Regions from separate parts of the Mus musculus genome. Here regions 1, 2 and 3 are each linked to region 4. Evidence: chromatin contacts called from public Micro-C and promoter capture Hi-C data. All regions are on one chromosome and are shown on one strand. Each heading gives the region's core, a stretch centred on a gene start, on an enhancer-like site or on the middle of the called end of the contact. The rest is flanking DNA. Distances are from core to core; before and after follow the strand shown. Region 1 holds the start of H19 (H19, imprinted maternally expressed transcript). Region 2 holds the start of Mrpl23 (mitochondrial ribosomal protein L23). Region 3 holds the start of Igf2os (insulin-like growth factor 2, opposite strand). Region 4 holds the start of Cdkn1c (cyclin-dependent kinase inhibitor 1C (P57)).

Region 1 (6,991 bases), core at 3,994-6,493, 880 kb after region 4:
CTCCTGTGTCCATGTCCCATCTATGTGACACTTCTGGGTGCATATCCCATCTATGTGACACTCCCATGTCCATGTCCCAGCTATGTCACTCTTTTGTGGTGTTGTTTTGTTTTGTTTTTTGAGACAGGGTTTCTCTGTGTAGCCTTGGCTGTCCTGGAACTCACTTTATAGACCAGGCTGGCCTCGAACTCAGAAATCTGCCTGCCTCTGCCTCCCAAGTGCTGGGACCAGCTATGTCACTCTTATGTACCAACTTATCTAAGTCAATATCATATTGTCATGTTAGCATCATCTACAAGCTTTTGTCCAGATACTAGGTGGCACCACCATGCTCACAGTGGTATAAAAGACACATTGTGTGGTTAGTTCTATATGGGGATGGTGTCCAGAAGGGGACAACGGGAGCTGGTTCCCAACTGAGAGGGCCATAGTGTGAGTTTAGGACATAAGTCTTGGCCATGAACTCAGAAGAGACTGAGGCTCCCCTGGATGTTTCACTTCCACTCTCTCTATGCTCATTCTTTAGGAACGTTACTAAGAAGGAATCTGAGAAAGCAGAGCTCTTTCTCCACCACTTGTCTAAGTTCCACAGCCAACAACAGGGCTCAGACTAGGCTCTCACTGGATACTAGCCCCCATTAGAGTACCATGCTTCAGTTAGGTTCTGTTTGCCCACCAGCTGCTAGCCATCACCTAGTCCTCAATGTCACGTACTATTACAATGGCCAAAACAGACTAGACTTGACCCCAAGAGCCCCCCTCCCCGCCAAAGCTTACTGCCCTCATTGTACTTTCTGCCCTGGCAGTCCCCAGATTGACAAAGGCATGCCTAACTTGTTTCTGGAAGAAGAGATCTAGCTCTATCCCATCGAAATGCAAATGAACCACTAGGAGTTTAGCCTGACCAAGGAAGCTTTCCTGCTCACTGTCCATTCAATGCAGTCAAAAGTGCTGTGACTATACAGGAGGAACATAGCAGTGCTGTGACCATACAGGAGGAACATAGCAGAGGCTAAAGGGCCATGGTGCCATGTAAGTGTGTTCTGTGCAGCAACTGATGACCAGACAGTACTGAGTCTGCCTGGAGCCTGAGTTAAAACCGAGAAAATAGCCATTGCCTACAGTTCCCGAATCACCACAAGGAAAGAAAAAGGTTGGTGAGAAAATAGAGATTCTATTTTCATGTCCGGGGGATGAGCGTGCAGGGCACTTACACCCAGGACTCAAAGGAACATGCTACATTCACACGAGCATCCAGGAGGCATAAGAATTCTGCAAGGAGACCATGCCCTATTCTTGGACGTCTGCTGAATCAGTTGTGGGGTTTATACGCGGGAGTTGCCGCGTGGTGGCAGCAAAATCGATTGCGCCAAACCTAAAGAGCCCCCCCACCCCTGGTATTGGAATTCACAAATGGCAATGCTGTGGGTCACCCAAGTTCAGTACCTCAGGGGGGTCACAAATGCCACTAGGGGGGCAGGACACATGCATTTTCTAGGCTGGTACCTCGTGGACTCGGACTCCCAAATCAACAAGGTCGGCTTACTCTCTGCAAAGAATCCTTTGTGTGTAAAGACCAGGGTTGCCGCACGGCGGCAGTGAAGTCTCGTACATCGCAGTCCTAAAACGGATTGCAACTGATTGAGTTTTCTCCCCTATCACCATCTATGATCCCATAGTCATGGGCTTCATGAGGCCAGGGGTTCATGCTAGTCCTTGATAAAACGTTCTCAAGAGCTATCTCAGGTATCTGACTTATAGGGTTCTGGGGCCATCAGCGCTATTGTGTGAAAATTGAAGTATAGCTACTATGTGTGGTGATCATGGAATGTATTGCAGTACCATAATGCAGACCCCACTAAGCATGGTCCTCAAATTCTGCACATCTATGAGGACACCTGACCTCCCTACCCAAAGAATCACTTAAGGAACCGCCAACAAGAAAGTCTGGTGATTTGCGCTTTCGTATTCTAATTGGGGCGTTCAGATGCTAATGATCTCCGGCTCAGGGCTGCAAACAATTCTGAAACTGCATTCTCTCTCAATGGGGCTCAGCTGCCAGCTTGGCAGCTGAGGAATCCTACATCAAGCCTTGGGTGTCAGCCCAAAATCAATTGAAGAGGTGGTAGGACCCCTGGCTGGTTTGTGGCAGATAATCGTACTTATGGCAAAGTTGGGGTTCACCTGTTTTGCACTGTCCCGGAGAGCCTTGTTAAAAGCAGAAGGCAGGACACCTATGCCCTTCCGGAATGGTCTCCTTTGGTCTCAGACCCCATAAACCAGTGCATGTGGTTCGATGCCAGAAAGCACAAAAGCCGTTGTGAGTGGAAAGACCAAATTGCTGCGCTGGTGACTGTCATCTTAAACATTATGTTCCAGAGACAGCCAAAGTTAAGGTTTGCCCATGACAATGTCCAAGGGCCAAAGTTCGGGTTCGCCCACAGCAATGTCCGAAGCCGCTATGCCTCAGTGGTCGATATGGTTTATAAGAGGTTGGAACACTTGTGTTTCTGGAGGGGGTCCCTTTGGTCACTGAACCCCAAAACCAGCCAGTGTGGCTCACTATAGGAAGGCATAGAAGCTGTTATGTGCAACAAGGGAACGGATGCTACCGCGCGGTGGCAGCATACTCCTATATATCGTGGCCCAAATGCTGCCAACTTGGGGGGAGCGATTCATTCCCAGCAATATCCCAGGGTCACCCAAATAGGGATTCATAGGGGTGGTAAGATGTGTGCACCTCTGGAATGGTTCCCTTACACACTGAACCAGAGAACTTGACTCATTCCCTACACAGCCCGAGATCGTCAGTGGCTGGTAAGACCGAAGTTGCCGAGCAGCGACCAGTGCAGTCCCACATACTTTATCATAGAGGTGACCAAAATTGCGGTTCACCTATGGCAAACTCATGGGTCACTCAGGCATAGCATTCAATGATTCATAAGGGTCATGGGGTGGTACAACACACATTTCTTGGGTAGCTCCTTCAGTCTTGCGCCCTTCACGATCGATCGGTTCACTCTCCACGCTGTGCAGATTTGGCTATAGCTAAATGGACAGACGATGCCGCGTGGTGGCAGTACAATACTACATATTGCTCGGCAGACGCGGCATAGGTTGGGGTCCGCTGTGACAAAGCTTTGAGTACCCCAGGTTCAACAAAGGGATCAGGCATTTGTGCACTTACGGAATGGTCCCCTTCTGCCTTGGGACTCCTCAAGCTAGCCAGATCTGTTCAATCCAAACTCAATACAGAATCGGTTATAGGCGGGAGACATAGAAACTGCCGCGTGCGTGCGTCCACCGAAACCCCATAGCCATAAAAGCAGAGGCTGGGGTTCAACCATTGCAATGTCCCAGGTAACCTAGGAACTGTAGCAAGAAGTTGCAAAGCTGAGATTAGAGACTAGGAGAAGTCAGGGATCCGCTTAGTTTGAAGTGAAGCAGGAGGGTGGGTAGCAAGAGGGAGCATAGCGGGTGTGGCATGGTGGGGTTGTATAGCGTGGGTTATAGCGAGGGGGTATAATGGGGAGGTATAGTGGAAGTATAGTGGGAGGTATAGTAGGGGTATAGCGGGGGATATAGAGGGAGTTATAGTGGGGGTATAGCGGGGGCATAGCGGGGGCATAATGGGGGACATAGTGGGGGGCATGGCAGGAGGGGCATAGTGGGGGTATAATGGGGGTGTAGTGGGGCGGTATAGTGTGGGTATAGTGGGGGACATAGCGGGGGTATAGTGGGGGTATAGCAGGGAGGGTATAGTGGGGGTATAGCAGAGAGTATGGGGGCCATAGGGGAAGTATGGTGGGGGGTATGGCAAGGGGTATGGTGGGGAGGATGACAGGGGGGATATAGCAGGGGTGTAGTGGGGAGGATATAGTGGGAAGTATAGGGGAGTATAGCAAGGGTGATGTGGGGGGTGATGGGAGACAGAGACCAACTGCCACCACACCAGTGAATAGCTTACATGTGATGGCCAACCCTCGGCCTTTAGTCTGCTGATGCTGCCAGGGTTCTTGAGGCTCATTAGAAGATGGGGTCATTCTTTTCCATCTTATATACCGATCTCTGAAAAGGATCATTTGTTTAAGAGCGCAGAGATAGCCACAACCACCACAAGGTGACAGCACAGACACACATTACAGCGCCAAGATAATAGAGGCTGGGGTCTATTTATGACCAAATTGGAGGTGTCCGTCAGTATCATAACTTAGGGTCCACCCACAGCAATGACCAGGGCTTTTCACAGAGTAAAAATGAAGGATCACTAGGAGCCAGAAATGAGTACTCAGCTGACATGCAGCCACTAGGCTGAGGATCTGCCAAGGTGCTATTGCACCTCACATAGGTGAGAACCACTGCTGAGTGGTCATGACTGGTCAGCCCTTGAGTCCTCCTCCCATCTGGAGCTCCGGTCACTTCCATCTAGAGCTGCTCTACTCTCTGGTGCCCTGATTTGTGGATGCTGACTCTGTGGATTTCAGCTGCATAACTTTCAACAGAAGCTAAGAGCAATGGTATACGCACGCACGTGGCTGGAGGGACAGGGCATCTCTCCTGTCCCCATTCTATCACTGATAGTAGTACTTCAGTAGGATAGGGAGACCATACTGTGCCTCCGGTTGACTGGGGTGACCAAGACCAGACTGTAAGATAACTAATAAAACTCATCGCAAGAGAGTCCTGACAAACGTGACGACTCACCCAGAAAAGGGACGGTGAGGAGTGCCCAAATTAGCTACTACCTTGTTGAAACCACTGCGGCCAGATAAGGTCAGTCAAGCAGACTAGGACAAAGGCTGGGGGTTAGCCACTCGTAGGCTGTTCATACTCCGTGGGATAGTATGAGACCCATGCCCTCAAATTCCCATTGTGGTCATTATACAAACTGAGTAAAGGGCAGCTTCAGTGTGGCAGGGTGCCTGGGGCACCACCGTTCTATGAAGGGCTTCAGCAGGCTACGGGGCTATATGTTCTCGACATCAAGGGAGATATCTGGGGACAATGCCAGGCCCTGTCTAAGGGATTCCAAAGTGGGAGTTGTGGTGAGGCTGTCTTTGGAGAATTTCAGGACGGGTGCGGGTGTGGGGTGAGGCGAACGTGCGCTGGAACGATACAGGGTGGAGGTGGGCCCTGCGGGGGCCCCGGCGGGGCCATGTACTGATTGGTTGACAGAGTAGGGGCGGGAATTCTGGGCGGAGCCACTCCAGTTAGAAAAAGCCCGGGCTAGAGGGCCCGAAGCACCGGGTGTGGGAGGGGGGTGGGGGGTGGGGGTGGGGGGTATCGGGGAAACTGGGGAAGATGGGAGAGCTGGAGGAGAGTCGTGGGGTCCGAGGAGCACCTCGGCATCTGGAGTCTGGCAGGAATGTTGAAGGACTGAGGGGCTAGCTCAGGCAGAGCAAAGGCATCGCAAAGGCTGGAAAACATCGGAGTGAAGCTGAAGGGCCTGAGCTAGGGTTGGAGAGGAATGGGGAGCCAGACATTCATCCCGGTTACTTTTGGTTACAGGACGTGGCGGCTGGTCGGATAAAGGGGAGCTGCTGGGAAGGGTTCGACCCCAGACCTGGGCAGTGAAGGTATAGCTGGCAGCAGTGGGCAGGTGAGGACCGCCGTCTGCTGGGCAGGTGAGTCTCCTTCTTCTCTCTTGGCCTCGCTCCACTGACCTTCTAAACGAAGGTTTAGAGAGGGGGCCTGGTGAGAAGAAGCGGCTGGCCTCGCAGCAGAATGGCACATAGAAAGGCAGGATAGTTAGCAAAGGAGACATCGTCTCGGGGGGAGCCGAGACAGAAGGAGGCTGGGGGACCATTGGCGACCCCAGGTGGAAAGAGCTCTTAGAGAGAAGAAAGAAGAGGTGCAGGGTTGCCAGTAAAGACTGAGGCCGCTGCCTCCAGGGAGGTGATAGGAGTCCTTGGAGACAGTGGCAGAGACCATGGGATCCAGCAAGAACAGAAGCATTCTAGGCTGGGGTCAAACAGGGCAAGATGGGGTCACAAGACACAGATGGGTCCCCAGCCGCCACAACATCCCACCCACCGTAATTCACTTAGAAGAAGGTTCAAGAGTGGCTCTGGCAAAGTCCCAAGTTTGCCAGAGCCTCAATAACTGGAGAATGGAAAAGAAGGGCAGTGCAGGGTGTCACCAGAAGGGGAGTGGGGGCTGCAGGTATCGGACTCCAGAGGGATTTTACAGCAAGGAGGCTGCAGTGGGTCCAGCCTGCAGACACACCATTCCCATGAGGCACTGCGGCCCAGGGACTGGTGCGGAAAGGGCCCACAGTGGACTTGGTACACTGTATGCCCTAACCGCTCAGTCCCTGGGTCTGGCATGACAGACAGAACATTTCCAGGGGAGTCAAGGGCACAGGATGAAGCCAGACGAGGCGAGGCAGGCGGGGCAGAATGAATGAGTTTCTAGGGAGGGAGGTTGGGTGCAGGTAGAGCGAGTAGCTGGGGTGGTGAGCCAGGGAGGCACTGGCCTCCAGAGTCCGTGGCCAAGGAGGGCCTTGCGGGCGGCGACGGAGCAGTGATCGGTGTCTCGAAGAGCTCGGACTGGAGACTAGGGTAAGTGTCTGTCCCGCTCGTGGTCACCCAGTCTCCTCCCACGCAAGTTCAATTAACTCATGTCTTCATTTCTCCCTATAGCCAGGTCTCCAGCAGAGGTGGATGTGCCTGCCAGTCACTGAAGGCGAGGATGACAGGTGTGGTCAATGTGACAGAAAGACATGACATGGTCCGGTGTGATGGAGAGGACAGAAGGGCAGTCATCCAGCCTTCTTGGTGAGCATACTCCCTGCCACAGGGCTAGTCCGCTCAACCACCTAATTGTCCACCCACTCACTCAGGATTCTGTCCTTTGCAGAACACCATGGGCTGGCGCCTTGTCGTAGAAGCCGTCTGTTCTTTCACTTTTCCCAAAGAGCTAACACTTCTCTGCTGCTCTCTGGATCCTCCTCCCCCTACCTTGAACCCTCAAGATGAAAGGTGAGTTCTCT
Region 2 (6,818 bases), core at 4,040-6,539, 930 kb after region 4:
CAAACACACACACAAGCCTTCAGAGGGCCCAGGCCTTCCTTTCCCACCTGCATGGGCTGATTTTATGTACAGCAAATATTAGGCCCTGTTTAGAACAACTGTAGCTCTTTTTCCAGCAAAGCTGCCTCCCTCCCTTACAGGGTCTTTGAACAAACAGCCATGCAGCACGGGAGGGTGGGAGGGGCCCATTCTCAATAGCACGAGACTGCCATCTAGCGGCCTGCTGTGGAGGCTGGGGCTCCCTGGAGAGCTGTTTACACTGAAACTGGAGAAATTGGAGGAAGCCCCCCTGTGGGGTTCAAACAGTGGGGGGCCAGTTAATGGACCCTGCCGAGTAGAGTCTTCCTTGAGAGATTCCCGGAGGTCAAAAGGGATTCTGTCCAGAGACTGAGACCAAAGGGTACTTGTAGGTTAAGATTTGGTCTCAAAGGCAGTGGGTCGAGGACAGAGGCTCTAAAAGAGAGCAAGCTTGAAAATGTGGCTCTTTCCAGGCAAGTCTGGTCTTGTGAGTAAAGGCCCAGACTAGGAGTCTGCTCCCAGGACCCCAGGCAAGGATGAGGTGAAGGGGCTTTGGTACCCACACTCACAGAATCACTGTCATGGCTGACTAACAGAAGAATGTGTAGGGTCCGTATACCCCAGATGTCTCAACCTTTTCACAGCACTGGGCTTCTAGGGGAACATAAACTCTGCACCAGGCAAGGTATCCTCACAGAGCGGTGGCTTTTCACATTCACCCTCTGATTTCTGTTTCCTCCAAACACATGTAACTAAGGCATGGGCTTGTAGCACAAAATAAGGAATGGATTTACTGAGGACTACAGAGATGATCTGCGGAGGTGCACTAGGACCTGGGCTCCTCCTGCCCCGATCTCCAGGTCTGGGCTCTGCTAAGGTAGAGGGAATTGCACAAACAGCCCCAGGACACAGATGAGACAGTGAGCAGAAACAGAGGCGGCAGGTCAGCCGGTCTCACTCACCAGCTGCACGTAGGCCACTTTGTAGTCTGGTTTCTTGATCCTCACATTCTTGTGATCCCTCCTCCTGTTGGAGCCTGTGAGGGGACAGCAGACCAGACCCTGCCTTAACTTCTGGCCCCTTGATGAGCCCCACAATCTAGAAACCATTTTCTAGTAAGGCACAGGATATCATCTGGAGGTGGAGTGGGGAGGGGGGTTTCAAAAGGCAGGCTGAACACCAGAGGGGGGGTCTCAGACAAACATCCCAGTTTCTCTGTTTAAGTAAAAATAGTCTTTGAGCTGGCTGGTGGTGGCTCACACCTTTAATCCCAGCACTCAGGTGGCAGAGGCAGGCAGATCTCTGAGTTAAAGGCCAGCCTGGTCAATGACAAAAAAATAAATAAATAATGTTTTTGAGAATAGAAATGACAACAGAAGAGTTTAAAAGAACAAAAGGAATTTTTTTTTTTTTTTTTTTGGTTTTTCGAGACAGGGTTTCTCTGTATAGCCCTGGCTGTCCTGGAACTCACTTTGTAGACCAGGCTGGCCTCGAACTCAGAAATCTGCCTGCCTCTGCCTCCCGAGTGCTGGGATTAAAGACGTGCTCCACCACGACTGGCTACAAAAGGAATTTCTTTGCTCTCTGGTGAAATGGAGATTCTCTAGGAAGGGCATTTCTTTTTGTTGTTGTTGTTTTGTTTGTTTGTTTTTTTGTTTGTTTTTGTTTTTCGAGACAGGGTTTCTCTGTGTAGCCCTGGATGTCCTGGAACTCACTCTGTAGACCAGGCTGGACTCGAACTCAGAAATTCGCCTGCCTCTGCCTCCCAAGTGCTGGGATTAAAGGTGTGCTCTACCACGCCCGGTAGGAAGGGCATTTCTAAGAGGGTAGCACTACTAGCCAGCCTTGGGCACTAATCAATCTGCCACTGATGGGCTACTTTAGGATCTACTACAGGAGGAGACTGTGGAGGCCTACTAGAGACCAGCCCAGGCTAAGGAAGTGGTTCTAAGGAACAGAGGACATTTCAGGGTCACAGCTAGAAGTGTTGGGGACCTTCAATGAGCTACATAGAAAGAGGCTGGGCACCCTCTGGCAAGACAAGGCACCCAAGCCCCTCAAGGCCTTTGCTTCCCCTCTGGAGTCTGAAGACAACAAGAAGTAGACAAGGGGCTATGTCCTGGTGGCAAGCCACCAACACAGGTACCCACCATGCTGCACCCGTGTGCGCACGGCAGCCACGGGAACATTGTAAATCTGCTCAAGGTAATTCCGAAGGTCCACCCTGGTCATCCTGGATGAGACAGAAAGCAAACAAGTTTGAGCTAAGCCTAGATAAAGAGATATCCTACCCAGGGATAAGGGTGAAAGTCCAAGGAGCAGCTGTGGCCAGGTGAGGCTGGCTCCAGTGTTGTCCCCTCCAGACAAAAGGATGAGCTAAGAGTTAATGAGGGTGGGATTTCATCAGAGTTGTTTACTTGGTCCTCTCCACCTGGATCCTTGACCATTACCTGGAGCCAGGTGGGCTCACCCTGATCAAATGTAAGATATCAGGCCTGTCGCCAGGCTGGGCTCCTATCTGTAACTAAAGACTCGCCCCTAGGGTCTATGAGACATGTGCTGCCAGAGGGGCCTCTCTAGGACTTGGGGGACAAAGCCCATGGTGGCTTTCAGTACAACCCTGGCTACCATAAGCTCCTGTGTATGTCTGGAAAGCCAAAGAGACCCTAACCCAGCTCCTCCAGGGATCTGCTCCTGCCCCCTGCCCCTGCTGAGCTGGTCCCTGTGGATTTTAGGACTCAGAGCAGTACAAGCAGTTGGGTTGCACTGAACCTTCCTTAAAAGGGGGCACATGGAACTGCGAAGAATGAGGTAAGGGACTCAGAGCTCACATCCTAGAAGCCCTGCAAATCTCAGCATGCTCCAACCCAGCCTCCGGGGACTCCTTTCCTGGGAAAAGGATGGAGGCAAGAATTCAACAAATCTCAGGCTTTCTGTTAAGCTTTCCCCAGGTGGAGGGCGAGCCAGGAAGCCAGCCAAGAGCATGCTTACTCTTTGGCTGCCTGAAGCTCTGCAAACACCAGGCCCCTCCACCATCCGCTGAGCAAGCAAAGTGGCCCCAGGTCTTTCCACCACAGGAAAAGCCTGGCCCTGGGGAGCTAAGCTAAAAAACAGGACAGGACCCACATCCTGGAGGCCACTCCCCAGCCCCTGAACTCCTTTGGGCCTCACTTACTCCATGGGGATCCGGAACTGCACGGTATCTTCAGGCTGTGCAGTACCAGGCCGCACCAGCTGAATGAAGAAGTTAGTTCGAAATACACGGAGCTGGGGGCCACCCAGTTGGTAAAGGGGGTACCTGCTCAGGAGAAATCAGGGGATTGAGGTTATACACACAGTACTGCAGGCTCATGTGTCCACTCACATCAGCAGAATCGAGGCAGGGTGGGACAGTTACACATAGGACCTGTCCCTACTATATGGTTTCATTAGTAGGGGGGACAAGCAGCTTCCCAGCCTAGTCCTTGGCCTCCCTACTGGGTTCCAGGGCTACTGACACTACAGCCTTCCTATAGAAAGGTCAAAAGGACAGCTAAAAGAGAGAAAGAAAGAAACAAAAACAGGAACTAAGGCTCATAGCTGTGGTATGGGAGCAGAATAATGGTCCCAGCTTGTAAAATTGTAAGAACAAGGAAGGAAGGACCTCATAAACAGGGCAGTGGTGGTACTCAGCTTGCAGATACCACCTCTTCCAAAGGCCTGCTGCTAACTCCTGCTTCTGGGGAGTGGCCAGCCCGGAAATATCACCCCCACCCCCACCCCCAGGGCCCACAGAAGTTCCTTGAGAGGGAGGAAAACAGGCTGGGGGCTAGAGAAGACAGTGTTTCCAACATGGCTCCGAGCTAGCAACACCTCACTGGACACCTAAAACTATCTAAACAAGCAGGACTTGGTGGGATAGCCAGTTTCCACCATTATCAGGCCTGTAGAGAAAGCAGGATCTCTGCCTGGTGGTCCTGCTCGCCTCCATGCCCACCTGAGCAGACATGGAGAAGGACAGGAGAAACTCAAGGACTGGGATTACTAGAGACTCATAGTTCATGGTCCCCAGGTGGAGGGTGGGTACACAGGACCACCCTAGGGTCACACTGATAACCGAGGTGTGGCATGTGGGCCAGACCTCTAAGTCTTGGGAGCACCACACTGGAAGCACCAAGCTGAGGGCACCAGAGAAGTTTCAGGGCTGAGAAGCAGGTACCAGAGTTTCAGATGACTCCCAAGGTAGCATGGTGGGAGCCTCAGAAGCAGGCCCCATCGCTAAATGTTTGCCAAACTCAATGACTCAAGAGCCTACCTAATGGTCAAATTAGAGGTCTGGCCTTTTAGGGCTCTCTTAACTTCTTTTCTACTATTATTATTTTTTTTTTTATGAGCAGCCCCAAACAGCATATCTCAAATGGAACTCTTGGCTCTCTCTTCTCGCTGGGAGCCTGGTTCCCAACTGGTAGGCTGTTAACCTAGTCCTCCTCAAAGCTCAGGTCTCATCCCTGGTCTCACTCTGCCCCCACCCACCTGTCACTCATTCACGCATGGGTCCAACCAGCTCCCTGCAAAGCCAGGGGGTGAGCCCAAAAGCTGAACTAGACTGGCCCTGCCTCACACTGGCCTGGTTCAGAGGTCCCTGGTCTCCCAGCCAGTCTGCGGAAAGAAATCACAAGGTTGCCCACCAGGGAACCAGCCCTCACCCCTTCTTATTGCAGGGTCCCCCCAATTCTGCTTCCACGAGAACTCTCAAAACCGCATTAATGCTCAACCTAGGGCCACCCAACCAGTGGGTCACGTGTTTACTGAACACATGTTTCCGGCTCAGACTGTGGGAGGCTAGCACTGCTGGCCACGTGGAGACCGGTGAATGTAGCAACTTTGGGGGACTTGGGCCAGGGGTCCTGCAGGCAACGGCCAATCCTGGCTCAGCCCTGGCTGTCTGCCAAAGCAGGCTGTAGCCGCTGGCTGTGATTGACAGCCAGGACACTAAGCCGAGGTGGCCCTGCCGCGTGGACCCTGGCGGGTTTCCCGCCGCGTGCGGGCGCCTCCGGCTTCCGGCCCGGGCCCCGCACCCACCCGACCTGGGCTGCTTAGCCCGTTCCGCGGGTCACGACTTTACTCACAACACATTCCGCGCCATGGCAGCCGCACCTCCTGGTCAGGAAGGAGCGACACCCGCCCCGCACAGCGCCCGCGCTGGCACAGCGCCCCCTCGCTTCCGGAGGCCGCGCTACCCTCTCCCTGCACCGCAGGGCCCCGCACTTTCGGTGTCCCGCAAACCCCACCCCACCCCCAACCCCGCACCCGAAAAGCCCCTCCCCCACCCGTGCACCGTAAGCTGCTTGCGCACCGCCCCCGGCACAGCGCACCCCGCCTCTCAGCCATAAAAACAGTGAACAGCCCCGCCCCTCACCCGGCCCCGCAAAAAGCCGGCATACACTCTGTACCCATTTGCCCCATCCCAGCACCACACAGAATCCTGCATACCTCTCGGTGTATAGTGTACCTCCCTGTTCTTCAACCTGTAAGCACCCTACAGTACATGCTTTCCCACCCACAAGGGCACCACACTTTGCCATGAGCAGTCCCGCATCTCTGCACTGCTGGCTGGTGGATTCTACAAAGGGCAACTACTATCCTGTTTCCCCACCCCAACATTGCATGGCCCCACCAAGCACAGTCATACACCTTGTACCCCCCCCCCCAAATCTGCTCTGTGAATCTACTCTGTTCCCTTGCTGTAGGTGGTCCAGCAGTACCTTTGTCCCCACTCCCCTTTTTCTGGACTGGACGAAACCACCCCATAAGGCTCACCAAGGCCTGGCCACATAGCCCCCACCCTGTGTTCCACAGCCTAGTCTTTCTCTAGGCTCTGCCAGCTCTTTGTCCCCTTTCCCACATAAGCACATCAGAGGCTACACCCATGCCCTATCCCACATAGGACCCTAGCCCCCCTCAACAATTAAGTCACAGCCTCGCCAACAATCCCTTGGGCAGCAGAGATGGGGAAGGGTGGGGTGGACTGGATCTCTTGTATGAAGTCTACGGCCCCTCTCCCAATCCAGACTGGGTTGTTTTCCCTTCCAGGCAAGACTCCCAGGACCCCCTCCTTTCTCCTTCCCTCCCTTTCTTGGCTGCCCAGCCACATTTGCAGCCCAGCAGCACTGCATACTCCCTGTCCCAGGAGCCCCTGGCCACACCTCCTTCAAGAGGCCACTAGCCTCCCAAGGCCTTGCTGTTCACAAGTCCTCAGCCCTGCAGGTCAGAGACCCTCCAGCTTCGTCCTAACTAAGGGATCCCTGCCCATAGCTCTTGTCCCGACTTGGTGGTCTTGCTGCTCTCTCCTGCTTCCTGGCCCATCTCTCCCCATAGGTTCTCTCTGCTGCTTTCCAGCTCCCTCGGTCCTTGTTAAGTTTCTGTCTGTACCCCACGGCAACATAGTTGTGTTTGGGGGCTCAGGAAAGGAGACATGGGTGGAGATATCAGGCACATTATAAGAGGCCATCATGGTGGCTCTGGGAGAAGCATCTAGGTCACCCATTTAATGATCAAAATGACCACTGGGGTCCCCTAGGATGAAGGATTAGAGGTGAGTTGTGAGCACAGATCCCTGCCCATATCCACTCCTGTGTAGTGTTACAAAATGAATGTGGCTATGACCCAGCAGCAGATGATATTAGCCTAGCCTGAGTTCTGAGCCCCATCTCTCTTCCTCTCCAGATCAGACTTCTGGGGTTTTCTCCCACTTCTTCTGTCACCCATTGCTCGGCCTGACTGGACTGCCGTAGCCCGCTACAGTACCATTCCACACCTCC
Region 3 (6,276 bases), core at 204-2,703, 800 kb after region 4:
CATTGCCCCCAGTTTCCCCCAAATTTGGGCATTGTCCCCGGGTCTTCCAACGGACTGGGCGTTGCCCCGGTTCACTGGGGACTGCCCTTGGGGTCTCGCTCACCTTCAGCAGCGTCCACTTCAGCAGCTCCCACTTCATCCGCTCTCCCGCCCTTCTCCTCCGATCCTCCTGCGCCAGCGGACCCGACCTTCGGCCTTGTGGTGAGCTCCCCGTGGCGCGCTCCCTCGTGCCCCAGCTCTTCCACTGCGGGGCACCGGCTACCTCGCAGTTTGTCCTCAGGGCTGCTGCGGAGTAGCGCGGGAGCGGGCTGCTGGCTTCTCCCTCGGCGGCAGCGCTCCTTTGGGCTGGGCGCTCCGAAACGCGCGCCACTTTGTGTGCACTCTGCAAACAACGCGGTGGTAGGGAAAGCGCCTGGGCGGCCAGGAAGCGGGAAGGGCAGAGCGCTCGGGCGGCTTGGAGCCTCCAACCCTACAGGTCGAGGGCTTGGGGAAGCGAGTGTAGAGCGCGGGCGCGGTGATTGATGGTCGGGCCGGGAGGTTAGCCCCGGGTGCACTGGTTTCCGCCAGTAGTGGCCCTTTAGAGGCCTAGAGGTGCGGAGGTCGGGAGAGGGAAACAAGGTGCACCGGTTTAGAAGTGATTTTGACTTGGTAAAAATCACAATGGCTTCTTATATCTGAAACCACCCGGGGAGAGTTTCTTAATAGCCCGGAATTATCGCATTGGCCCCTGGGGCCGAACCTGCAACTAAGCAAATTCAAAGTGCTGAGGACAGGGAACTGTTATCTGCTCATACTGGGTGGGGTCCCAAAGGCGCGCCGCTTAGAAGCACTTCAGTGAGCTCTGGTTTACAGGTCTGGTTTGAGCTACGTTTCCCGCCCTGCTTCTTTTTCTGCTGAAGGGCGCAGACATTGTGCGGGGGCTCCACGCGGGGCCCAGATTTGGCGTGGCCAAGCCAGCCTTCCCTTCATGGTGCACCTGGTGGCCCCCCAAAGGCTGCTAGGAGATCCCAGGCAAAGCAGAGGTTAGGGGCGCTTAGTAAGATCTATCTGGCTGCTATTCGAGGTGCCTCACAGCCCGCCCTGCCTGCTCAGGCAGGTGGAGGCTGCGCGCTCCCCCCCCCCCCCCCAGCCGATCCAGGGGACTGTCCCCTGCTTAGCAAGTAGGTCCCTGTGAGAACCCTCTACCCAGCTACCTGCGCCTTAACTCAGTCGGCCGGGATGCGCCTACCTTGTAACCCTCTAACTGAGCACAGGTCCTGCCACTACCACTGAGGCCTAGGGTGCCACGCACGTTGGTTCGCACCACGCGCCCATGTTGCACAAGCACAGGGCACCCCGGAAACATGACATGGGACCTCGATTTTTAGGGATAGACACCCAGGATTTAGTGGGCCTGTTGGGGCGCACAGCCCCCCCCCATCTTTGCCACCAGGCACTCCACTCCCCCCCCCCACCGGCAACCCCCGTGCCCAGGGCCCCCGACCCGCATTCCCCGCGTGGCTCGAGTTGCGGGGGCGGTCCCGGGGCGGGGCGAGGGCCCTGCGGACGCCCATTGGCGCGGGCGTAAGGCCAGCGGGGCCCGAGCGGGCGCCGAGCCGCGGGGTGGCGCGGCTATAAGAACCGGGCGTTGGCGCCCGGAGTTCGCCTGCTCTCCGGCGGAGCTGCGTGAGGCCAGGCCGGCCCCCGGCCCCCCCTTCCGGCCGCCCCCGCCTCCTGGCCCACGCCCGCCCGCGCTCGGCCCGCCAGCGCCTCCATCCGGGCTGGCGGCCCCGCGTCGACGCCGTCCGCCACCTCGCTGCTGCTAACTCCTGTGCAGGGCGCCGTCGGCGGGGCCGCGCTCCGTCGGGCCTGCGGATCTCCCCACCGCCTCCTCCTCTATCTACCTCAACACCCCATTCCTGCTTCGCCAGAGGAGGCGGTCCCCACCGCAGGCAGTCCGGCTTGCAGGTCGCCGGCGTTGTCATCCCCCGCGCTTCCCCTCCCAGCCCTCCCCGGTGCGCAGCCCGGCTGCTCCCCTCTTTTCGCTGCAGTCCCGAGCAGCTGAGGCGCCGCCACGCCTGTCCCCCCCACAAGAAGCCCGGGCTTACGACGGCTGAGGGCTCCGTCGACCCTAACCGAGCTGGGTGCCCGTGGCCGGGGTGACGCCTCCATTCCTCCCCCCTCAACACCGTCCTCGGTCCTTCGAAGTTGCATCCTCTCCTCTGCTTAGGGTGCGCCCCCCCTCGCGCACCCGCTTACCCGCCACCTTTCCTAAGCTCCCCTCCTGCCCCCTCCCCGTTCCTCCTCGCCTCAGACTCCCTCCCCCTCACGTCCGCCCTCTGCCTTCGCCTACCCAAGTGGATTAATTATACGCTTTCTGTTTCTCTCCGTGCTGTCCTCTCCCGCTGTGAGCCTACCCGCCTCTCGCTGTCCTCTCTCCCTCTCTCCCTCTCTGTGGTCCCCCCCTTTCACGTTCACTCTGTCTCTCTCACTATCTCTGCCCCCCAACTATCCTTGATACAACAGCTGACCTCATTTCCCGATACCTTTTCCCCCCCGAAAGTACAATATCTGGCCCGCCCCAGCCCTAAGATACCCTAAAGAAGCAGAAGAGACGCCCCCCTCCCCACCAAAAAAGCCATCTCCCCGTTCTGTCCCGTCGCACATTCGGCCTCTGCGACTCGGGCAGAGCGGCGCTGGCAGAGGAGTGCCCGGCAGAAGGGCCTTCGCCCGCTGTTCGGTTTGCATACCCGCAGCAGGGAGATGGGCGGCAGCGTCGCCGGCTTCCAGGTAAGGGCTCTCAGGGGCCCTGGGAGTGGGGGGTGCGCAGAGCCCGGCTTGGGCATGGCGGGACTGGTGCGGTGGGTGGGGGGCTGGGGGCTCGTTCCCTAAGCAAACTTTTGTTCCCCCTTGCGCCATGGAGTGGGGGAAGGGGCGGGGGTATGGGGGCTGTTGGGGAGGGGGTGTGTAAGTTGAACTCACAGGAGACTTCCTGGTGCTTTACTGTGTGTTGGGGAAGGGGGGGATGGATGAGCTGCATAAAATGTACGATTCGTGCTGTGCAGGCCCTGTACACCCCCCCCCAAGGGTGCTGAGTGATGAGGAGGGGGGCAGAGTCTCCGAAGCCCACCCTGGTATGTTGACTTTGTGCCAATGAGACAGGAAGGAAAAGTGGGTGGGCGGGGCCAAGAGCCCCCCAAAATTGGTAAAAGAGTCAAGCCAGACCCCACAGTTAGCTTTTCCCCCCACCCACACACCCCAACTCTGTCCCCAACATTCCCAACCTGGAATGTTGGGGGGAGAGGGGACGGTTTCGGGCTCAGAAGGGCAGAAATGTTACAGTTCAAAGAGAAATAACTGCCCCTGCCTTTTACTGGGTGTAACTTTCCATAGGAGGATGTGGGAAGGAGCCCCCTCCCTCCCCCCATTGGTCTGTGCAGAAAGGGCTGGGGGCGCACGATGAGGCCCCCCTCCCACTGGTGGTGCTTTGCTAAGGAATGGTCCAAGGCTAGCTCTTGGGGGTGCAGGAGAAAAGGGACTGGCTGGAAGGAGGGAGGGGGCGGGTGCAAAGGGGGCGGGGGGAGTGGTCAGCAGGGAGGGGGTGGGGGGTAGGGTGGAGCCGGGACTGGGAGGAGCCACTCAGACATAAAAAGCGGAGGCACTGACCAGTTCGCAAACTGGACATTAGCTTCTCCTGTGAGAACCTTCCAGCCTTTTCCTGTCTTCATCCTCTTCCAGCCCCAGCGGCCTCCTTACCCAACTTCAGGTAACCAGGGCTGTGGAGCCAGGACCCTGCTGCCATCCCCACTCCGGCTTGCCCAGTGGGGTGGTCAGGGCACCGGGTAGCCTGAGGCCTCTGCCCTTGCAGCCGGGCCTGCTACCTCTCCCAAGCCTTCGTTCTCCCTCAGCCTCTGTCCTATGCCCCCCACTAGATCCAGGCTTCCTTACCTGCCCAGTCCTCTACTTTTCCTTCCTCTCTGCCTCCCCACTCCAACAAATTCGGGCCTTCCCTGGGCCCTCACCTGTCCCTTGCCTCCTGGTCAATCTCCTGCTTGCTTCTCCTGGACACCTGGGCTGAACCAGCCAGTGTGGTCTTGGCTTTGGGAAGGGACTTCGAGGTCAGCTCCGTCTGCCTGCCCCCCGCCCCCAGAACTAACTGCTGTAGCTATAGCCTGCTGATCGCAAGTGGTTGGTGGCACAGAGGGTATTGGGAGGATCGGTCTGGGTCTTGATGAAGTGGGCAAAGATGACTTTTAGTTACCCAAGGGAGCTCGAACAAATTTGTTTCTTGATTATTCCGCACTGGTCTCTCACATGTTTCTTTGCAGCAAGAAATCCCCTGGGCCTATGGAGCAGAGATTGAGGCTGCGGCCTGGAGGGCTCTACTTAACTGAAGGGTCAAGGGTGGCTTACTGTGGGTCATCGTGGCCTCCCACCACTAAAAAAGCTAGCTAACCATTGTCCCCGCCTGTAGCCACATAGCCTGTGGAGGGGGTGTGTCCCTCCAAAATGGGGTGTTTAGCCTCCCAAGGACCCAAACTGCTGCCCTGGGTAAATTTAGCTCTTATCAGAAAGATGATTCTATGGGCCATAAAGGGACCCTCTAGGGTCCCTGACCATGGATGGCAAGCTCTGAGGTGCCCAGGAAAGTCTATACTTGGAGGACTGGGTGACCCTGGAGAGCAAGGCTCACAGGAGTGCTGGCTATCCCATTGCGCTAACCATTGGATTCTGACATGGGCCCTGCTCACCATGGCCTGGGAGGTGGGGTGGATGGGTGGGGCTGGCTCTGCTGCTTAGGGAGGGGTGGCCAGCTGGGGGGCGGGTAGGTTGGGAATGGTCCCTTTGGATGCACATGCTCCATGGTGGGTGGGGTGGAGCTATCTGCCATCTTGGCCAATGCTTGGAGGCCAGAGTAGGAGTGGCAGTAGTGATGTGCCCTTGGGCTGGCCCCACCCCCATGATGTCATAGCATGGAAACCAGGTCCAGTGTCCAGCACTGGCCCCTGCTGCTGTGGGTGTGGTTAAGCTGCAATTGCGCCCATGGATGGGTGGTCCTCAAGGGTTTCTTACAGTTCAAAGCCACCACGGGGTGCCTTCCTGGGGTCCATTGAATTTCTCCACACTCAAAGTAGTTTTTGACCTCAGCAATTCAAGTCCCCCTGTTTTCACAGGTTAAATAAATAGTGACATGGCTGTCTTTCAGATTCCAATTGCATTTTTAATTAAGAGATGATAGGTGTCTTTGGTGGGGCCTGGGTGGGGGTGAGCCATTCTCCTGGGATTAGGGGTGTGGCTTGGGGGCCTCTAGCTCAAAGCCTGCGTTTCTTTCTCCAGGTACCAATGGGGATCCCAGTGGGGAAGTCGATGTTGGTGCTTCTCATCTCTTTGGCCTTCGCCTTGTGCTGCATCGCTGCTTACGGCCCCGGAGAGACTCTGTGCGGAGGGGAGCTTGTTGACACGCTTCAGTTTGTCTGTTCGGACCGCGGCTTCTACTTCAGTATGTAACTCCAGAGAGGTGGGGGCGGGGGAAGCAAGCCTCCCTGGATGGGGTGACAATTAGTACACTGGTCTGGCCTTGCTCTTAAGCTACCCCTTCCCCCCCCCCCCCGGGCAAGGTCGTAATCTCAAAGTCACAAGTCTGATAGTTTTAAAAGTTTTTAAAGTTGATAAAAGCAAAACCAAATGTGGATGTCAAGTCTCAGCCAGGTTGAGAGTGCACGTGTAGTTTGGGGGTACAAGGGGAGAGCTGGACCTTGGCCATCCAACTTGAGGGGTTCCCAGGACTACAACATGGGGTGCTTGCCTGCTTTCAATGTTCATGCTTCTCTTGATTTCCCAGTTGGGGAAGGGGCTGGGCATGGGCTCACTGCTCACAGAAGGCAGTGATGGGGACACATGGGTGGGGCATGCCTGGGAGGGGCAGGGGCACCAGAATGGATGACTATCCTTGCTGGCATGGGCCACTCTATCTTCCTCGCCTGGTCCTGGACACGCAGCCTCTTCTTCTTCACTTCTGCCTACCTGCCTGTGAACTGCTCTGGAAACAACTACTGCTCATGGGTACTGCAGGACCAGTCCTTGGTCGAGAGCCACTCCTGCACGGAGGGGCTTCACAGATAGGAGGGCCCCAAGCCCAACCTCGGACCGTGGGGGAGAGGGGGAAGACGGGAGAAGAGAAGGGAGTGGTTTTTGGGTGCCTCACTCCTCCCCTCCCGTCTTGTTCTCTCCTGCCCTATCTTCCCTTCCTGTCACAGTTCAGCGATGGGGGTTGGGGGTGGGCCCCTCAGGACGGGC
Region 4 (6,828 bases), core at 100-2,599:
ACTCAAGAAAATTACTGTGACATACCAATGCCCTGAGAGATTTGTAATATGGTGTACCGAGAAAAAGAAATCCTTACAGGTCACAGGCTCTGGTCTCTCCACCAGAGCAGCTTCCAAACCCCGTCTCTCACCTGTTCCAGGACAGTCTGGCCCCTGGCTTCAGGGTTTGACTTGACTCCCGGGTTGGCCCAACTTACCTAACCCTGTAAATAGGGTTCTGTCTCAAAAGTCTCACAGGCATCTCTGCTGGGAGCTGAGAGCTTGGGGCTCTGCAGGGCCTTTCAAGTATGTCCGGAAGTCCTGGTTCCCCAGGGCGGGGGGAGGGGGCCAGCTCCTGGCACATGCCTGAGTCACCTTCTCGACTCCCTGCCCTAAATAATGAACTCCTTTTGGCGGCGGTAGCGGAGGCAGCAGGGGCGGGGGGCGGGGGGGGGGCTCTGTCAGGCCATGTCGGGTGTGTTTGTGTGAGTATTCAGGGCCCCACCAAGAGGCACTGCTGTGGAGGAGGGGTCATTCTCTCTTTTCTAGCATAACTACTTCCAGCCAACTAAGGTAGGCAGAACTGGGGGTCGAATATGGCCTGACCCAAACCTAAGGTCCTAGGCATCTATCAGTGATGTAGGTACAGGCTAGGATGGGCCCAACTTGTGTCTCATCTCCCGGGTAGGTGGGCCTATTATAGACCAGGCTACAGATCTTTTAGATCTCTACAGTATTGTTCCTCAGGAAAAGAATGGATGTGACCCCTGTCTCTAACTCCGTGATAGAGGGTCTTAGGGCCAGCAGGTGTGCAGATGCCTCGAAGGCAGATACTTAGGCCTGGGTGTAGAGGGTGGATCCAGCCACGGTACTGCCAGGACCAGGACCCAGCTGGTAGTAGTAGGTTAAAGCCCTAATCAGTTGGTGCAGTCCTAGGGCTAGCGCGGGCTGCGGGGACCGAGGGACCTTCACCGACGTCGGCATCGCCGAGGGGCTGTGCCCAGCTCCATGGTCCGAGGGGGCGCGCGCGTCGCGGCTGCGCGAGCCCCCGCCTGCAGACAAAGGAGCCCGCGGGGGGCGGGGGGGGGGATGGGGCGAGGGGGAGGGGCGTCGCGGTGTCACGTTACCGCCCGCAGAGCTCTTTAACTCGAGCCCCGCCCCTTGTCCCGCGCAGCCCGCTCGCCGTGCGGCCGCCAATCAGCGCCCGCCCGTCACCCGCCCCGCCCGGCCCCGGGGGTGTGTGCGCGCAGCCAATGAGCGTGGCGCGGGGGCAGGGCCTCTGTGGGCGGGGCGGGCTGCACCCTCCAATCGCCGCGGTGTTGTTGAAACTGAAAATACTACATTATGCTAATCGTGAGGAGGCCCGCGCGCGCGGGGGTGGGGCCAGCGCGTATAAAGGGGCGCAGCGGGCTGGGCGTTCCACAGGCCGAGTGCGCTGTGCTCGAGGGGTGCCGGCTAGGCCCGACTGAGAGCAAGCGAACAGGCAGGCAAGCTCCGAGGGGGCGCGGCCCAAGCTGGACAGGACAAGCGATCCAGACGCAGGAGCCGTCCATCACCAATCAGCCAGGTAGCCGCTGCGTCCTTAGGCAGAGGCGGACGCGGGCTGTGCAAGGGGTCTCACCCACGCCCAGCCTCCGCCCTCCTCCTCTCCCCTCTTCCTTCTCCTCCCGTTCCCTTCTTTCTCGCTGCCCGCGTTTGCACAGCCTTCGACCATGGGCATGTCCGACGTGTACCTCCGCAGCAGAACAGCGATGGAACGCTTGGCCTCCAGCGATACCTTCCCAGTGATAGCGCGTAGCAGCGCCTGCCGCAGCCTCTTCGGGCCTGTAGACCACGAGGAGCTGGGCCGCGAGCTGCGGATGCGCCTGGCCGAGCTGAACGCCGAGGACCAGAACCGCTGGGACTTCAACTTCCAGCAGGATGTGCCTCTTCGAGGCCCTGGTCGTCTGCAGTGGATGGAGGTGGACAGCGAGTCTGTGCCCGCCTTCTACCGCGAGACGGTGCAGGTGGGGCGCTGTCGCCTGCAGCTGGGGCCCCGGCCACCCCCGGTGGCCGTGGCTGTCATCCCGCGTTCTGGGCCGCCGGCTGGCGAGGCCCCCGACGGCCTAGAGGAGGCGCCTGAGCAGCCGCCCAGCGCCCCAGCCTCGGCCGTGGTCGCGGAGCCCACCCCACCCGCGACCCCGGCCCCGGCTTCAGATCTGACCTCAGACCCAATTCCGGAGGTGACCCTGGTCGCGACCTCCGACCCGACTCCGGACCCGATCCCGGACGCGAACCCGGACGTGGCGACTCGGGACGGCGAGGAACAGGTCCCTGAGCAGGTCTCTGAGCAGGGCGAGGAGTCGGGTGCTGAGCCGGGTGATGAGCTGGGAACTGAGCCGGTCTCTGAGCAGGGCGAGGAGCAGGGCGCAGAGCCGGTCGAGGAGAAGGACGAGGAGCCGGAGGAGGAGCAGGGCGCGGAGCCGGTCGAGGAGCAGGGTGCGGAGCCGGTCGAGGAGCAGAATGGGGAGCCGGTCGAGGAGCAGGACGAGAATCAAGAGCAGCGCGGCCAGGAGCTGAAGGACCAGCCTCTCTCGGGGATTCCAGGACGTCCTGCACCCGGGACTGCTGCGGCCAATGCGAACGGTGCGATCAAGAAGCTGTCGGGGCCTCTCATCTCCGGTGAGCCCCGCACGGCCCCGCCCCGGCCCGGCCTCGCTTTGTCCGGCCGGCCGGGCTCTCCCTCGCCCTCGGGGGCCTCGCCCGGTCCCCGCCTCCTCCCGTGGCATTAAAGGGCCCGCGGCGCTTAGGGCGCGGTTGCGCCCGCACCCCTTTCCTACTGGTAGGGGTGCAGCTAAGGCTCCCGAGCGTGCAGTGGGAGGGCGAGCCTGGCCGCGACCCACTCGGATCGCGGTCTTTGGCTCGGGCCGCGGGAGCCCCTTAGGGAGCCGTGTGTGCGGCATGGAGGGGGTTAAGTGCGGCGGCAGCCCCGGGGGGCTTGGCCGCGGGACAAGGGGAAATGCTTACACAGCACATTGCGCGGCGACGTAAACAAAGCTGACCCGCCGCGGACCTCGGCGCGGGCGGGGATGGCGCCCCCACCCCGGCCCCGCGCCCTGCGCACTCCGCGGGTCTCCTCGCGGGTCTCTGGGCCGGCCCCGCCCTGACCGACGCGCGTTGTCGCCCGCAGACTTCTTCGCCAAGCGCAAGAGAACTGCGCAGGAGAACAAGGCGTCGAACGACGTCCCTCCAGGGTGTCCCTCTCCAAACGTGGCTCCTGGGGTGGGCGCGGTGGAGCAGACCCCGCGCAAACGTCTGAGATGAGTTAGGTGAGTCTGGCGTCCCCCACGGGGGTCGCGGAGGGGCCGCCCCCGGGGGGTTCCCGCTATGCCTGCTCACCTGAGTCCCTCTTCCCACAGTTTAGAGGCTAACGGCCAGAGAGAACTTGCTGGGCATCTGGGCAGCGGACGATGGAAGAACTCTGGGCTTCGGCTGGGACCTTTCGTTCATGTAGCAGGAACCGGAGATGGTTGCGTAGAGCAGCCCACGGTTTTGTGGAAATCTGAAAACTGTGCAATGTATTGAGAACACTCTGTACCATGTGCAAGGAGTACGCTGGTCCCAAGGTGTAAAGCTTTAAATCATTTATGTAAAATGTTTAATCTCTACTCGCTCTCAGTGCAAAACAAAAAGAGAAACTAGAAAATGTAGAACGAAGGAAAAAGATGAGAAAAAGGAAAAAGCATGTATATTTGTACAAAAAGTTAAAAAATTATGCTAATTTAATATTTGTATTTATCCATGCGTGGATCCCTCTGCCACGCAACTGCTGGGTTATTGATTATTACCAAAGGCACTAGAAATCACCAGCTTCAGATTACCCACAAATGTAAATCTACTTTTATATTAGACTCTAGGGGAATGGTTGTTGAGTAAAAGCCCCCACACATTCATCTTCAGTTAGCTTACAGTGTCCCCCACTTCATTAGATTGCTCTTAAACTTGGTGACCAGACAGTCGAAATGGTTCCTGTACTGCCCATACCAACTGCCCAGGGCTCCTCGTCCGCCAGGTTCTAAATAAAGAGGCCCAACAAAAATCATACTTGTAGTCTTCTTGTTCTTTTACACTTTTGTAGCTCAGCGCCAAGGCAAATGAATATGGTGGGTGTCAAAGAAGGAGTCAGCCAAATATTGCCACCACTTGACAGAGTTGTTGGCTGCTTACAAGGAAGGGGAACAACTTTCACAGGACCTACTGACCTGCTTCTCAGGAGTTTGAGAAACAAGTGTCTGTCCCTAACAGACGCTCATGTTTTTGTCCAGCCAGACCCTGATGGGCACTTGCAGGGTTTAGAACAATGTAAACTCCCATGTACACACAGAAGTTCTCCATGCGATCACAGTGGGGCACTGAAGGCTCCAGGGCCCCTAGGTCTATACACCAGAGCTTTCCCAAAAGTTGGCATCGTGATAGTTTAGTAGGGATGGGGAGGGGGTGATGAAAGATACTAGGGAAGAACACAGGGTGGGGTGGACTGGGGATGGGTCCTGATCTAGTTTGTGTGCGAGAACTCAAAGCTGTGGCTCCTACATCGCCATGCCCTGTCTCCTGCCAGTCCACTGGATCCAAAGAGACCCCCTTTAGTTCAAAAAGGGAAGGGTTCTTTATACCTGGCCTATAAAGTGATGGCTTTCAAAGGAGAAGGTGATATAAACCAGACTGGCCCATGAAGCCCTTGCAAAGTTCTGTGGGCCAAGAGAGAAGAACCCATGGACATTATCAGGCTGTTCAAGGCTGGACCAAGATGTTACAGATGTGTGGGGGTGTATGATTAACCTAACCTTCCCTGAACACCTTAGAGGCCCAGTGTGGTCAGACTTTGAGAAATGCCCCCATCCCATTGAGAGGGTATACTTCAAGGAAGGCAGGCCCTGCTGCCTGCAGCAGCCCTCAGCTTGCCCAGGAATTAGAACCCAGCAAAGAAAGCTACTTACTGTATGTGCCCATGGAGGTGTGTGCTAGGGCAGCCCTTTCTTTGATGTCTTGAGGGTGGGCATGGTACTTGAGGTGCTGGACAGCAGAGGTATGGGTTAGGTCCCAACTATTAGGAGCATGCTGGGCCAGAAACCTGGCAGGTAGTCGTGGAGTCTCAAGGACTACAGTGAGCCATGTGGCACACACACAGCAGAGAGGCCTCTGTGTGAAGGTCGGCCAGGCCTCTGTTCTTTGCCATGATTCTCACAAACACTTGGACCTAGGGCCCACCTGTAACCCCCACATTCTGTGTTGCTTTGGGGGTTCCTCAGAAGCATCCAGGGCTGTGTGAGAACACAGAGGCCATTTCATGGGTGTGGCAGGGTCTGCAGCAGATATTCAAGATACCTGATCGAGGAAACAACATCACACATGTGAGTCTGAGCCCGTGTGGTCCTAGTCAGGCCTGCTTGACCTTGGGAACAAGTTTCTCTGTTTGAGCTGGGAAATATTTGGTGTCCTATGGCTACTGCCTTAGACATGCAGGATGTTGGGTGGTACTGCCCTGTCCTGTGCCCAAGGCAGGGGGGGGGGTAGTTGGTAGGCCTGTGGAACTAACCATCCGAGTGGTAATGACACATGATGGTGGGTAGGAGGTCATACTGGGAAAGGTCTAGATGGGGGTGATCCAGGATCCCTCAACAGAACAGCCTGGACCATGAAGGAGGAAAGGGAAGAAGGGTGACTATGCAGGAGCAGAGGAAGAGGAGAAAGGGAGGCCATGAGGGGCCGTCAGGCTCTCAGGGGCTGCCTGGGGCCTTGGTGGGACTTAGACTACCATCATATGGGTTATGCTATTGAGGGTGAGTGTGCACTTTGGGATGTGACTGCTGGGCTACCTTTGTCCCTTGACCTCTAGAGTCTGATTGGCAGGGTTTTGTGTAAGGCAGTGGTGAATGAAGGCAAAGGGCTCCAGTGCAGGCAGAGAGCAGGAAAGTCAGCAGGAAGGTGGGGCACAGCAGGAGGGTGCTGGGCTACAGAGGCTAGGTGGCTAATATGCTAAAGGATGCCAGCGAACACAGAAGACTAAAGCTGCAGTTCAGGCTTGAGTTCCAGGCTCCTCAAGACCCTCTGTGTTGGAAGCAAATATCAACCCAGTGAACCACAGTACACAAAGACCAGTGTTGGACACAGGCAAGGAACACCCAAGTTTTGCTTAAAATGGGGTGCAGTGGGGTTCCTGGCCCCTTGCACATCCTGGCTGAACAAGATCAATGGGACTGGCAGAGGGACCATGCATGACTGAGGCCCTGAGGCTCTGGGGTATTCCTGGAGCTAGAGTAGAGGCAAGGGGTTTGGGATTGCTGTGAGATGTATTTAGCTGGAAGGCCTGAAGTTTCTAGAGTGCATGTGAGGAATGGGGGTGGGAGCAGGTTGTCAGAGTGCAGAGAGGGGACGGGCCAAGCTTCCTGCTTTGAGATGTAAGTTGCAATTCAGGCCCCTCAGCACGCTGCTTTTCCTTCAAGAACCTCAGAACAGGTTCATTATCTCAACAGCCCTCTGGTGAGGTGTGAGCACCCATGTTACAGATGTAGGGACTGAGGCTTAGAGAGGCAAGCTAGCTTGCCCAGTACCACTGCTGGCACAGGAGAGAACGGACCGGTGCATAGTCTGGCTGCTCTCCAGGGTCAACACCACAGATCTGGGCTTCTGCTGTTTTGTTTTTGACACATTGTCATTAGTGAAAGTTCACAATTTACATTCAGGCTCACATTTGGTGGGTTGTCCTGTCTACAGGCTTAGACAATGAGTGATGCCCTGTGTTCACCATATGATCAAAGAGTGGAATCCATCTGCCCTCTGCCTCTACCCCCAGCAACCCTGATCTTTTTG

Evidence for each region. Promoter capture Hi-C pulls out the DNA fragments that hold promoters and counts their contacts. Hi-C and Micro-C count contacts between places; a contact is called where the count stands out from the background.
Region 1: a contact with region 4 is called in a promoter capture Hi-C map of liver, with 2.6 times the contacts expected there. The contact joins the promoter of H19 here to the promoter of Cdkn1c in region 4. A contact is called at or near these places in 2 of 39 promoter capture datasets (the SN4741 cell line and liver).
Region 2: a contact with region 4 is called in a Micro-C map of embryonic stem cells, with 2.0 times the contacts expected there. The contact joins the promoter of Mrpl23 here to the promoter of Cdkn1c in region 4. A contact is called at or near these places in 1 of 39 promoter capture datasets (liver) and 2 of 484 Hi-C or Micro-C datasets (both in embryonic stem cells).
Region 3: a Micro-C map of embryonic stem cells shows a contact between it and region 4, with 4 times the contacts expected there. The contact joins the promoter of Igf2os here to the promoter of Cdkn1c in region 4. A contact is called at or near these places in 7 of 39 promoter capture datasets (embryonic stem cells, hippocampal neurons, liver and 2 more), 5 of 484 Hi-C or Micro-C datasets (all in embryonic stem cells) and 1 of 115 datasets of contacts at active chromatin or transcription factors (embryonic stem cells).

Annotation. Positions count from the first base shown.
Region 1 is chr7:142,576,398-142,583,388 of GRCm38.p6, reverse strand. It overlaps H19 (H19, imprinted maternally expressed transcript), which reads left to right and starts at 5,243. Exons shown (of 5, transcript NR_130974.1): 1 at 5,243-6,560; 2 at 6,646-6,776; 3 at 6,859-6,980. Mir675 (microRNA 675) reads left to right here and starts at 6,242; the gene lies at 6,242-6,325.
Region 2 is chr7:142,531,503-142,538,320 of GRCm38.p6, reverse strand. It overlaps Mrpl23 (mitochondrial ribosomal protein L23), which reads right to left and starts at 5,289. Exons shown (of 5, transcript NM_011288.2): 1 at 5,127-5,289; 2 at 3,194-3,316; 3 at 2,169-2,251; 4 at 981-1,054. The coding sequence starts at 5,143.
Region 3 is chr7:142,654,857-142,661,132 of GRCm38.p6, reverse strand. It overlaps Igf2os (insulin-like growth factor 2, opposite strand), which reads right to left and starts at 1,453. Exons shown (of 4, transcript NR_002855.3): 1 at 104-1,453. Igf2 (insulin-like growth factor 2) reads left to right here and starts at 3,637. Exons shown (of 4, transcript NM_001122737.2): 1 at 3,637-3,745; 2 at 5,317-5,479. The coding sequence starts at 5,323. It overlaps Mir483 (microRNA 483), which reads left to right and starts at 6,137; the gene lies at 6,137-6,209.
Region 4 is chr7:143,455,571-143,462,398 of GRCm38.p6, reverse strand. Cdkn1c (cyclin-dependent kinase inhibitor 1C (P57)) reads left to right here and starts at 1,349. Exons shown (of 4, transcript NM_001161624.1): 1 at 1,349-1,546; 2 at 1,683-2,604; 3 at 3,149-3,287; 4 at 3,378-4,060. The coding sequence starts at 1,692. The coding sequence ends at 3,282.